Linked DNA regions of Mus musculus: all the other regions are linked to region 1. Evidence: chromatin contacts called from public Micro-C data. All regions are on one chromosome and are shown on one strand. The core of a region is the stretch at or near the end of the contact, and the rest is flanking DNA. Distances in the headings are between cores, read along the strand shown. Region 1 has its middle 440 kb from the start of Gm25020. Region 2 overlaps Sugct (succinyl-CoA glutarate-CoA transferase). Region 3 overlaps Gm31711 (a long non-coding RNA gene).

Region 1 (3,837 bases), core at 659-3,158:
CATGGATCAGGTAAACATTTGAACTCTGGTGTGTGTGTGTGTGTGTGTGTGTGTGTGTGTGTGTGTGTGTGTGTTGGACACCCTTTCCATACCTCCAACACAGGTAATGGATATGCTGAGCTGTAACTGAGTAAGGTTCATATCCCTTCCCTACACCCAGTCCTGCCTAACTTATAATTTGATAGCTATCTTGCTAGCTGCCAACTCTGTCCAAGATCAACACATGAAACCACCTACTGTTCCCAGGAATGTGGCTTCATAAGGAGGCAATCCCAGGTATCACTCTGTTGCAACCCCTTCACTCCAGGTGGCTGAAACAGAACTGCTGGTTTTTCTTATGGCTCTTTCCCTCTGAGCAGTGATGTAATGCAATTGAAATCTTTGCCCGTTTATTGTCCTATCGCCCATAGCCCTGTGACTCTCTGGTATCCTGAGAAAGGATTGGATTCAATTAAAAATAAAAGCCAAGTCTTATCATTAGCATGTCATTTGCGTCTATTTTCTAGGTTTGACTCGCCCATACTCGGGTATCTTTAGTCTTTCTCTTGCTTCCTGGATCCCCCACTGAAGCCATATGTATCTGCTTGTAGCCAGTGCAACTGAGCTCCCCAAACACAGATTCCCATGAAAACTGAACAAAAGAGGAGGGGAGAGGCAGAGCATGTTAAATGTCTCATTAGGCCTTCTGTCTGATTCTCATTAGATTCGCTGACTGCTTCTCATTAGGCCCATTGCCTCGACTTCTTTCAGGCCCTGAATATGTAGGCCAGTGCTTATTGTCATGGTTGGTCGAGAAGATCTATTTCATTTATTCATAAATTGAATGTGGCTTCTGAAAAGTCCCAGGCAGTTTCTTTTGGCAGTGTTAAGGCAGGCTTATTGTTGTTATTTGTTATTTTTCGAGTCGTCCTAGGCAGGGTGGGCAGAAGTAATAACTTAAAAGACGCAGCCGAAAACTTCAAACACTGCTTCAGAATTAGGGCACTGGGGAATCATCATCGCAGCCAAAAGGCCAGCCTCCCGTGTGGACATGTGCAACAGGGCCTCATGAACCAAGTCATCAATACTGCAGTGCTCAGCAAGTACACAGCACGGGGATAAGGAGAATGCAGGGGAAGAGTGGGGCCTGGACATGACTAAGCTGCAATCCCCGTCCTTCTGACCATTGCAGAGCATGCACACAGTGTTGAAAAAAGAGGCAAATAACAGCATTAATAAACTGCTGTACTGTTTAACACTCTGCAAGATATGCACATGCAGCATTAGCATATTGTAAAGACATCAGTTCCATGTCAGTATTCAGCACAGCCGAACAAGTGGCTGCTGGAGAAATCTCTCATGAGATAGCAGGTGGTTCACAGAACTTAGAACTGATTACATGCTGGTCATGATAGAGTGGACATCACTTTGGAGTCTCATGGGAGAGACATGTTTCCAGTAATGCAAAAAAGACTAAAGAGCCTTTCCCAAGAGTGTAAAAAAAAAAATCAGTTTTACATGTTTTCTCTACTCTTGATTTCCTCCTTAATGTTGGCTTCCTATTTTGGGTGAACACGGTGTGTATCCAACCTTTACTCTGAGAGCCATTTGATGCACCAAATCAGAGACTGTTTCCTCCCAAAGTTGTCTTTCCCCAGACTTGGAAGGCTGAAGGTAGAACTTTAATAACCCTCAGAAAGCAGATGTTTTTCTTTCAACTAAATGTCTGAAGTGAAGTGTGTTTAATATGGCTTTATACAGGAAAGTCAAACTGCTCAAAAGAATATTTTTGTAAGAGTAGACATCAATACAAGATTTGAACTTTCTTTCTGTTCCATTTCTCCACCCAGAGGCAAGAGAAGAGATGTCTCCATATATGGCCTTCTCCTCTATCAGGAAGCCGGGCAAGTCCTCCCCAAGGAGGAAGGACCATGACTCACTAACAAGGCCAGGGTGGGGTCCCTGTCAGATACATTCCAGCTGCTGCATAAGCTGGAAAGGCATGATCACTTCTTTGTGGCTTTTGTTCAAGTATGCAGTGTCCTACTCGGAAGATGGCACTGGAGTCACGTGTTCTGTGCCTTTGGAAGAATGTTTTACTTAGCATACAACTATATCAATGGAGTCATGTCTTTCTGTATGCTGCCTTTGTGCCAGGCTAAATGGTCAGCGTTTAAAGGGACAACATGGACAGTGGAAATTAGCACCTATTGTTAGGATAGGGCGTGGTCATTCCAAAGATGCTTGTCTGAATCCTCCCCTACTCACAGTACCGACTTCTAAGAAAGCTTCAGCATAGTTGGTGAGCTGCCCTCACTCTGGGGGAAAATTTTTGGAGGACTTGACCTCTGAACATGCCAAGATATGTGTACAGTCTATTGCAATGTTCATTCACAATATTCACAAACAAAACCTGTTTGCCTTTCAAGTAGCTCCACGAATGTACTATGTTAAGTGCTGGTAAGATGACAGGCCTTTGTGCATTCATGAGGCATGCTTATTGGTGCCTCTGAGCCATGGTTGTGAGGATGAAATAAAAATTTGGCTCCAAAGACTTTAGCAGAAAACCCAGTTCAGAGGCAGGCTAGAACAATGGGCTGAAAATGATCTTGGTCTTTCAAGTATCCAAACTTTCAGGGTAAGAACCTGATCTCCCAGAAAGTATTTCCTTCATTGCCAACTGTAGAGAATCACTGAGAAACTAATTAAAGAATTTGAATCTCATTCCCTCTTTAGTTAGCTGACCCTCGACCAGGGGCAAGATTCCAAACAAAGGCACTCTGAGCCAACAAGATATAGAATGAGGCTCATCAGCGTACACAGGCTGTATGCTCTTGGTCTCCTCTTTCAAAGAGTTACCTAAGTGCAAACTACCCTACCTGTTTTTTGTTTTTTGTTTTTTTGTTTTTTTTTGTTTTTTTGTTTTTTTTTTTAAACAAGGAAGAGCCATCAGAAATAATCAAGTTTGAAGTTCCTGAAAGTTATTCATTTATTGGATTCGACTTCCTACCCTTGCCTTGAATTCCAGGAGCCAGTTCAAGACAGTGAGTTCTCACGGAAAATTAAGTACATTTGCAAAGGTGCTTAGAGAAATATTCTTGTTTCAGGTTTCAGACTCTCAAGAGGATAGTAGTCATTGATTTCCAGCCTTAAAACAATGATAAAGACTTCCAGATATGAATGGGCTTCTATGGAACCTAGCCAGTCTCCCTGAGAGCCTCCTGTTGTAAAATGTTTGGTTTTATTCTGGATACCCACCCTCTCTTCCTTTAGTTCTCCTCCACTTTTTAAGGTCACCTCACTTGGCAGCCACCCTGGTGATCACACAGAATGGCATTTATTGACTGAATAGTTGCCTTATTGAAGAGTAACTACTTTAAGATTGTGAAATTATTTCTGAAAGTTACATGATTATCTACTGAAGCAAATACCTCTGTGATAACATATATATTTATTAGTCAGATATGCAGTAGTCATAAACCTAGAGAAGAGGGGCCCTGTGGGATCTCCAGAAAGAAGTACATTTTACTGATATCAAAAGGTATTAGGCTTACAGATTCAAATTAATTTTAAAACTAATGAGAAGAAACAAATATTAGTTTAGTTTAAAACACATTTTATTTCTTTGTGGCTGATAAAATGAAGGTTGGCATGAAAACCATCACAGGAGAATAATGAGTGGATCACATTGTTCAGACAGCATATTGTCCTGACTTATTGTTACATTGCTGATAAGTCTGAGTGATTCTGGCTGAACCATTTAGATTGCTATCATTTAACAGGGTTTTCCAAAGGGATTTTGCACTTGGGAAAGACCTTAATCTAGAATAAAGTTATACACAAGAGTGGCCATGTATA
Region 2 (3,962 bases), core at 627-3,126, 540 kb before region 1:
TTGTCTCCCCGGAGTTCTTATTCTCTATATAGTTGTCATGAATTCTCTGATTCAGAAAGGTGCAACTTTTCCTTTCTCTTCGTTTTCTTTTGGATATTGGCCAGGACCTAAGCTAACTTTTTAGACCCTTGGACGTTTTAGCTCTTTATCTTACGGTGCCTCCCTATTCCTCATCTTGCTGAACCTCCATACCTAGCCCCCAGGTCCTTGTGTTCCTGCTTTTTCATTCTGCCTCACCTCCAGGCAGCTACTGAGGTTTACAGCTAGACTGCCTGTGGTTTTTCTAGTAGGTGCTAATAAAATTGTCCCCGACCTTTCATCTGAATTGTTCTTAAGGTTTTGTTCTTATTAAGAAGACTAAGAACCCTGAGAGAAAGCTCAATTTCCCTTGTAACATTTAGTACTCAATACTGGACTCTCTTAAATTTGTTTACTTGCTCATTCACTCACTCATTTATTTTTACAAATATAGAATACCTACGACATACTAAGGACTGGCATAAAAATATAGACAAAATGCCCAGCTCCCTGCATGCTTGCAGACTTTCTAGAAGACAGTTCTTGCAGTTGTTTTGAGCATGTTTTTCATATAATGTTTTCTTTAAAAAAAAAAAACCTTCTTTTTGCTTCAAAAAATATTACAACTGGAGTGCATTAACCATTTATTGTCTTTTTAAATATATTAATATAAATGTTATATTTTTCTAGTATCTGCCAATCCCTCTTGAATTGGAAGTATATTTTTAGATCAAAAGTTACATCAACATGTGAATATAGCAGGGGTTTGCCTGTTGTCTATTATGAAAATAGGTACTTTTCTTATGTGCCTACATATATGCTCATCTTTAGAATATGTCAAACTAGGGCTGCATTTCTGAGAATGAACTAGCAGTACAGATAACTCTTAAAATAAACTAAAAATAAACTCTAGGCATGATGGACTCATAAGAAACTCAGTTCCTGCACTCAATTTGACACCCCAAACTGGGAACTGAGGCATTACCAGACTTTTACAAGTGTGTGCTCCTCAGTAGACATATGGATTTCCTACTGTGGTTCATAATCTTCCAAGAATTTTCCTTGGCAGTGACTATTTCCATCTTTGCCACAGTAGGATTCATGTGAAGTCTGCAGAATCAGGAATTCCCTTTGTACACAGTGGAATTCTTAGACTGCTCAAAGGGCCTGTGGGAGGTTTTCTTTGACTGTTCTCTTGGAGTACCTTTGGAGGCCTTCTCTGAGACTCAGCTGCCTGCTTTGGTCATCAAGTGTTTCTGTAGCCAGCACACACAGTTCCCTCCAGGCCTCTCAGGTGTTCCTAAGTCCCCACTGTGCCTGCCAGCAAATCGTTTTTTTTTTTTTTTTTCTTTTTGTAATATGGAAGACATTCCCCTTGAGCTTGCCATTTTATCCTGAGTGTTACAGAAACTCTGTTTACCCAGCTGCTAATGTTGAACACCAGGTAAAGCTAAAACTTATTAAACCTTAGCTAAAGCCCAAAGAGTCCAAGTTACAGATTGGTCCAGGTTCTGGCAAGCACAAACACATCCCATCTTTGTGATGCTCAGGAACAACAGACTCAACTTGTGTGACTTGTAGATAGGACCACAAGAGGGAAGTCTTTATGTGTGTTCAGTCCAAGAAAAGGGGGATGGAGACGATGTGTAGTAGTTTGGAGAGAAATATCAGGAAGCCCTGAAATGAGACTGAAGGAATGGAGAACAATGGCGAAAGTAGAAACAACATTCATAGCATTCCCTGCCTCCCTCCTGCATTACTAACATTCTTTGGCCTTTGCCTAGATACCCTGGTGCAGCAGACATTGGGGTGAAATGTGAAGCCTTGGCTTCTGAGGAGTTCCTGGTGTAATTACGAGAGCAAATACATAAAGCAGTGAATGACTCCACACTAGCAGTGTGTGGCTAGGGCCAGGGTGGCCAGTGTGCTGTGGAGCTTAAGAGAAGGGACTAAATGCTTCAGCCAACGTCAGCCAGGGAAGACTTCCTGGAGGCAGTTCCACTTGTCATGAATCTTGAAGGACAGATGGAGTTAAGTGGGGGAAGGAAAGGTTTTTTTTTTTTTTAAAAAAAAAAAACAGAAATATTTATGTGAGCTAATTTTAAAGACTCAAAAAAAAAAAATACTGAATGAAGAAAAAAAATGTGGTTTGGAATGACATGGGTATTAACTTTTAAACGCTGGGAAACTGTTACTAATGTAAAGCCAGTGTCTCTTGGATTCAGTCCAGAAAGTCATTGTTAAAAGTGCTGTGCTGCTTTCTCATGAGCAAAAGCAACAGTCTGCACAGTGCTCCAGCCATCGCTGGCTGATTCGATCCCTTAAATGATGTCTCAGGGGCAGGGCTGTGAGCTTACTTAATTTTAGAGTTTACTATAGTGAATCATTGTGAGATTAAATGTTCCATTTTAGGGATTTCTAAAAAGTGGTGATAAATGTTTTTGGAATTGAATTAAGAATTTATTTTTTAAAAATTCCTCTAATTATCTAATTGTCACCATGTTTTTTTTTTAAATAGATATGTACAAAATTTTTGAGGCTGGAACCTGGAACATAAATTCAGTGTTAAAAGAGGGACTATAAGCTCAAAGGTACCTGATTTAATATTAGTTAACCAGAATAAAGCAAAACCAGCAACACTGACATCTTGTGTGAGGTCCATGATCCCCATGCCAGGAGACTGAAGAGAACTTGAGGACACTCAGGTAGTTAGGACCTCACTCACTCTGACTAGGGTTGCGAAGCAGGCAGGGACTCAAACACATGCTGCCACACATAGGCTGTGTACAGGTAGGCAGCACACAGGCTTACAGACAGATACAGTCAGTGTGGCAAAGGCATAGCCTCAGTCAAAGGCCCAGGCCTCCCACCTCAAAGTCATATTTATACAGAGTCACACAAAAATGATGTTCTGTCAAAAGTAGTTATATAGCAGATTATAGTACTGTTGCTTTTAGAGTGTTCTGGGAACAGAATCAGCCATTTTGTGCTGACTCTTAAAAGTGTTTTTGAGCTTTGTTTCTCATACTCATTTGAGTCTCTGAAATTCAATACATGATCTTTCAGAGAATACAAGAGTCAGTGTACAACAGAGCTGTCACAGTAGAGTTGAATTGGCTAAATAGGGATGATTGCAGTGTTAAGGCCAACAAAGCCAAGGAAAAACTGTAGAGACTCATGCTCGTACAGTCAGAGAACCTAAACTGGAGGCCATGGTCTCCTAACGCTCATCTTGAACCAGTACTCTGAGTTTCCTGAGTCTCAGGTTTTTGTAAGTTAGGGACATGTGACAATGCCTACACCACAGTGAGCGCTATTACCAAGGTACAAACTGTGAAGCAGATTCCATTGTGTAGCATAAGCTACCCGCCCAGGCTGTTGGAAGATATATTGTTACTTTTGTATTATTATGACATACTTGAAAAATGACATTTTATGACCAAATGGACATACTTGACAGACAGCAAGAGAGGAATTATTTAAATGTTTGGTTTGAATTTTCAAAGCATTTCAGTCTACCACAGTAGAAAAAGTATAGTAGAATAGCTCTGTTCATGGTGATAGGAGAGTGGGGTAGAGGCCATTCAAATCGTGGAAAAGAAAGCAGAGAAGACAGGAAGCAGAGCCAGGGATACCTTGTAAATTTCAGACATTTTTAACTTGGGAAGCCATATTTCCCCAAAGAATCAAAAGCCTACTTAAAGAGCACTTCCAACTGGGATACACATTTAAAACAGGAGCCTATGACAAATATTTCAAACCATCACACAGAAATACCTCAATCTTCAAGAATCATCAATTATGGTATACCTTTATTTTGTTTTTTAGAGACAGGATTTTGCTATGTAGCTCAGGATAGCCTTGAACTCATAGTAATCTCATCTAAGTCTCTTGAGTACTAGAATTACAGCCATTGCCACATTGACCAATTCTGATAGTTTTTT
Region 3 (3,869 bases), core at 149-2,648, 550 kb after region 1:
ATATGTTTTTAAATAACTATTTGATATTGAACAAGAATGTAGGAGGCTCATTGCAAGGGAAAACTAGGTCTCACCTCTCAACAGTCATTAACTGCTTTTCTTCTAGATGTGGAGGCCAGTTCATTTTCCCCATCTACCATTTAGGGATGTTAATGTGTGGTATCATCATTCAGGTCTTGTTTTACACAGCCATATTATTGTAATTGCATGGTGCATCTTACCTATCATATATTATACATGATATATCATGTATTATATATGATATATAATATATAATTGTTATATATTATTATGTGATATCATATTATTATATCATCATTATAATATTATATAGTATTATATTATTATATAATATTATAATAGATAGGTTTGACACTTATCTATTAGACCTCCATCTATCTATCATACTTAATAAATTTTAACTCTAAATGGATCAAAGTCCCCAATGTGAAACTTGAAAGTTGAAATCTTTTCCCATTTTATGAACACGACTTTATTCACACAAGAAGTAAGGCCAACAACTGATAATTTCCTCATAAAACTGAAAAGGTTCTGTACATGTAAGAAAACAATCGTCCTATGAGGCAGAAAACACAAAGCCTATTCTCTGAAGACGAGCTTTCACAGTATCCGAAGGCAGTATGCAAGCCACTAAAGGAAAAAAGGATTTAGGAATCTTACATGACTGTGATCCACAACAATGAACACCATGGCCCTATAAAGGCACATATTTGGAAGTAATCAATGAAATTCTTTTAATATGCTATTGTGGGACTGTGAGAGACAGCCCGTTTTCTGGTTGAGCTATGTTTAAACCCTGGAGACCTAGCTGGTGTTCTTTGCCACGTTCCCAGACACTGGGCTCCTGACACGAGGCCCCAGCTCTCCATAGTTCTGTGGCCATCCCTCACATAGGGCAATTCCCCACACACCTCCACAGGTAGAGGATGTGACTACAGCTCAAGTGAACTCAAGACAAATCTCTGTGTTAATGAGCTCCCTAAAGGTCTGAAGGGCTTTGTCAATTAAGCTCTCCTTCCCAGAGACTGCTCCCTGCAAAAAGTATTTAACCTCCGGCCTGCCCTGAGAAAGTGGGGTACAGTTTCACTCATCACAACTCTCGACCATAGCAATAAATGCTTTAAAACCATGGACTGTCTCTTGGAGCAGATCTTCCTCTAAAGAGCAGTGCCCAATCTCCCACACGCAGCCTCTCTGTGTTCTCAGCCAACATAGTCTCCACCAAGCCAAGCCACTCTACAGAGTAAGCCAGGGACACTCTCCTCCTAGCCGGAACCAGCCAGGGCTCTCTCCTCTAGCCCTTTCCCTTTCTGTCCCAGGCTATGGGTCCTGCGGCTTCTCACAGTCCAATGTGTGTAGTCAAACTTCCTGTCCAACTTGGCCCAGCAGCCCGAGCCCTGGGCCAGCCACAGGTCACCCATGTTAACCCATATGTTATGTCTAATGTCATACTTCACCATTTGATTTTTGTTATGAATCACAAATGATTCATAAATATTTTAACTAGTGAGAACTGACATTAACTATAGCCTGACACTTTCAGGACTCAGTATTTTCTTCCCTCGTATCTACTCTCGACAGTGTTGATTATTTGGACAGCAAATATGATCATTAAAGATAAGTGCTTTGAATTTACCCTCTGACTTGCTCATCTCTTGTAATCAACTAATGAACAAGCTTACTTTCTAAAATCATCTAGAGACCACTGCATTTATATAGGCTGTGAGTATAGTTCCTCTCTTTTACATCACTTCTCAAGAGGTCTTTCTCCCTAATATACTAGATAATATTCTCCACACTAGGCAATGCCAACTAAGACATAGATCTGAATGAAATACCTCCAACTTATGTCCTAAGTTTAAGTCTTTACCCACACTCACGATCCTCTCTCACTTCACCCTTCCTATAGCTCTTCATCTGCCTGGCCATATACCATGCTATTATATGGTACTATGCATACATGGTATGACTTATGTTTCATTATCATGCCTCTTACATGCTGCCTCTCCATGTGCAACATTCACACTGTTTTGACTAACTATATTAAGTATCTTGTTCATCCATGAAGAGTCCCTTCCCTTCTAAGACTAATTTATCCTACCCTAACTTCCTTCATTTTAGTCTTTGTTTTTATTGAAAATTGATTTTATACACTATATTCTGGTCATCATTTCCCAAACTCCTCTCAGAGCCTCCCTACCTCTTGCCCAACTCTCTCTCTCTCTCTCTCTCTCTCTCTCTCTCTCTCTCTCTCTCTCTCTCTCTTCCTCTCCTCTCCTCTCCTTTCAATCACACACACACCCATTTTTAAAAAATCAGGTAGCTAAAATAAAGAATAAAGACAAACAGCTGGGCAGTGGTGGTGCATACCTTTAATCCCAGCACTTGGGAGGCAGAGGCCGGTGGATTTCTGAGTTCAAGGCCGGCCTGGTCTACAGAGTGAGTTCCAGGACAGCCAAGGCTACCTGTCTTGAAAATAAAAACCAAAAAAAGAAAGAAAGAAAGAAAGGAAGGAAGGAAGGAAGGAAGGAAGGAAGGAAGGAAGGAAGAAAGGAAGGAGAAAAACAAACAAACCAAAAACAAACAAAAAAAAAAAAAAGGAAAAAAGAAAAGAAAAAAAGTCAAAGAAAAAGCTCCAGAAACACAGACAGACCCAGGGACACACACTCACATACACAAAAACCCATAAAATATAAAATTAGATATCACAATATATAAGTAAGAAACATATAAGTTAAAACATGCCCAGCCAAAGCATAATGAAGCAAACAAGAAAATATCTCCAAACCATATCATTAAGTTTGTTTTGGGTTGGCCAGACTAGTATCAGAAAAATGGTACCTGATGAACATCTCTCTTAAATAAATGAGAATATCTTTGTATTTTTAGAACCTTGCATGGTTCCCAAAAATAGCAAGGATCCAAATCAATATTTTATGCTACCTAGTTATACAGCATTCCTAATAAAAGCAATAAACATTCAATGAGCACTCACCACGTGCTAAACAGCTTATACACATTGTCTCACTGAAGTCTTACCGCAACCCTATGACACAGATCCGTATCTTCAGTTACAAGAAATTTGAGACCTTAAAAAATCAGCAACTTTCCCAAGGTCAGTAAGCAGTAGGGCAGAAATTCAAACGTCAGTGCCCCTGATCTTATAATGTGTGTTTTCTACCTCAAAAATCAATTATGACCACATGTTTATTTCGCTTGATATTATATACTTTTTCAGACTAGTTTATTTTAACCTAAGTAGCATCTGCACTCTGGGCATAAAAGATACCAATTTGATAGATGGTATTAAAACTGTGCGTTACATGTATCTTGCAGTTAAGTCTTTTAGAATGAAGGAAAAATGATGTTATATGTGCTTGGCTGATTGGTCTAGAAAAGACAGATCTATGAAGTACCCATGCTTGTCATAGCCTTGGAGACTTTTTTTTTTTTTAAGGAGGTTTTTGGCTCATTTTGATTTGTTTCGCTTGTTTGTTTTTTAGCTTTCATTTGGAGGTCACAGATCCAGTGTCAGGTGCTGCCATGGGTTTCTTCTCTGGTGAGCATCTCACTATGAGAGTGGAGAAAGGTATAGCAATCAGCCAATCAAGAAGCCAGAGGGACATGTGGACAGACTTCTTTTTAAATAACCATGGTATATCAAGAGCTGCACTCCTGCTGCTGATCAGAGTACCCTGTGATCTGAGCACCTAGCACTAGCTTTCACAATGAGTATGTGTGTGAGCTTGTAAATGCATGCACTAATTTATTGATTGGTCCCTAAATTTTGAAACTTAATTCATATCCCTTTCTGCTGCCTCATTTTTCCAATGTGCAGTCTCTCCCAG

Evidence for each region. A called contact is a pair of places that touch in the nucleus more often than the background predicts.
Region 2: a Micro-C map of embryonic fibroblasts shows a contact between it and region 1, with 8 times the contacts expected there. The contact joins two enhancer-like sites. A contact is called at or near these places in 1 of 15 datasets of contacts at CTCF or cohesin (the NIH/3T3 cell line) and 1 of 484 Hi-C or Micro-C datasets (embryonic fibroblasts).
Region 3: a Micro-C map of the HL-1 cell line shows a contact between it and region 1, with 6 times the contacts expected there. The contact joins two enhancer-like sites. A contact is called at or near these places in 7 of 484 Hi-C or Micro-C datasets (the AML12 cell line, the HL-1 cell line, adipose-derived mesenchymal stem cells and 2 more), 3 of 115 datasets of contacts at active chromatin or transcription factors (astrocytes, embryonic fibroblasts and embryonic stem cells) and 1 of 9 other capture datasets (embryonic stem cells).

The regions. Positions count from the first base shown.
Region 1 is chr13:16,759,737-16,763,573 of GRCm38.p6, reverse strand. No RefSeq gene overlaps it. Among named protein-coding and RNA genes, the nearest start is that of Gm25020, 440 kb to the left of the region's middle. Within about 2 kb of position 1,908, at least 76 of the 459 cell types and tissues checked have an H3K27ac peak or open chromatin away from gene starts, as enhancers often do. A contact at or near this core is called in the HL-1 cell line and embryonic fibroblasts, where this site is marked.
Region 2 is chr13:17,294,980-17,298,941 of GRCm38.p6, reverse strand. All of the region lies in intron 11 of Sugct (succinyl-CoA glutarate-CoA transferase), which reads left to right. Among named protein-coding and RNA genes, the nearest start is that of Gm25020, 91 kb to the right of the region's middle. Within about 2 kb of position 1,876, at least 25 of the 459 cell types and tissues checked have an H3K27ac peak or open chromatin away from gene starts, as enhancers often do. A contact at or near this core is called in embryonic fibroblasts, where this site is marked.
Region 3 is chr13:16,214,035-16,217,903 of GRCm38.p6, reverse strand. Gm31711 (a long non-coding RNA gene) reads left to right here. Exons shown (of 9, transcript XR_382099.2): 7 at 3,525-3,869. Among named protein-coding and RNA genes, the nearest start is that of Gm31711, 45 kb to the left of the region's middle. Within about 2 kb of position 1,398, at least 11 of the 459 cell types and tissues checked have an H3K27ac peak or open chromatin away from gene starts, as enhancers often do. A contact at or near this core is called in the HL-1 cell line, where this site is marked.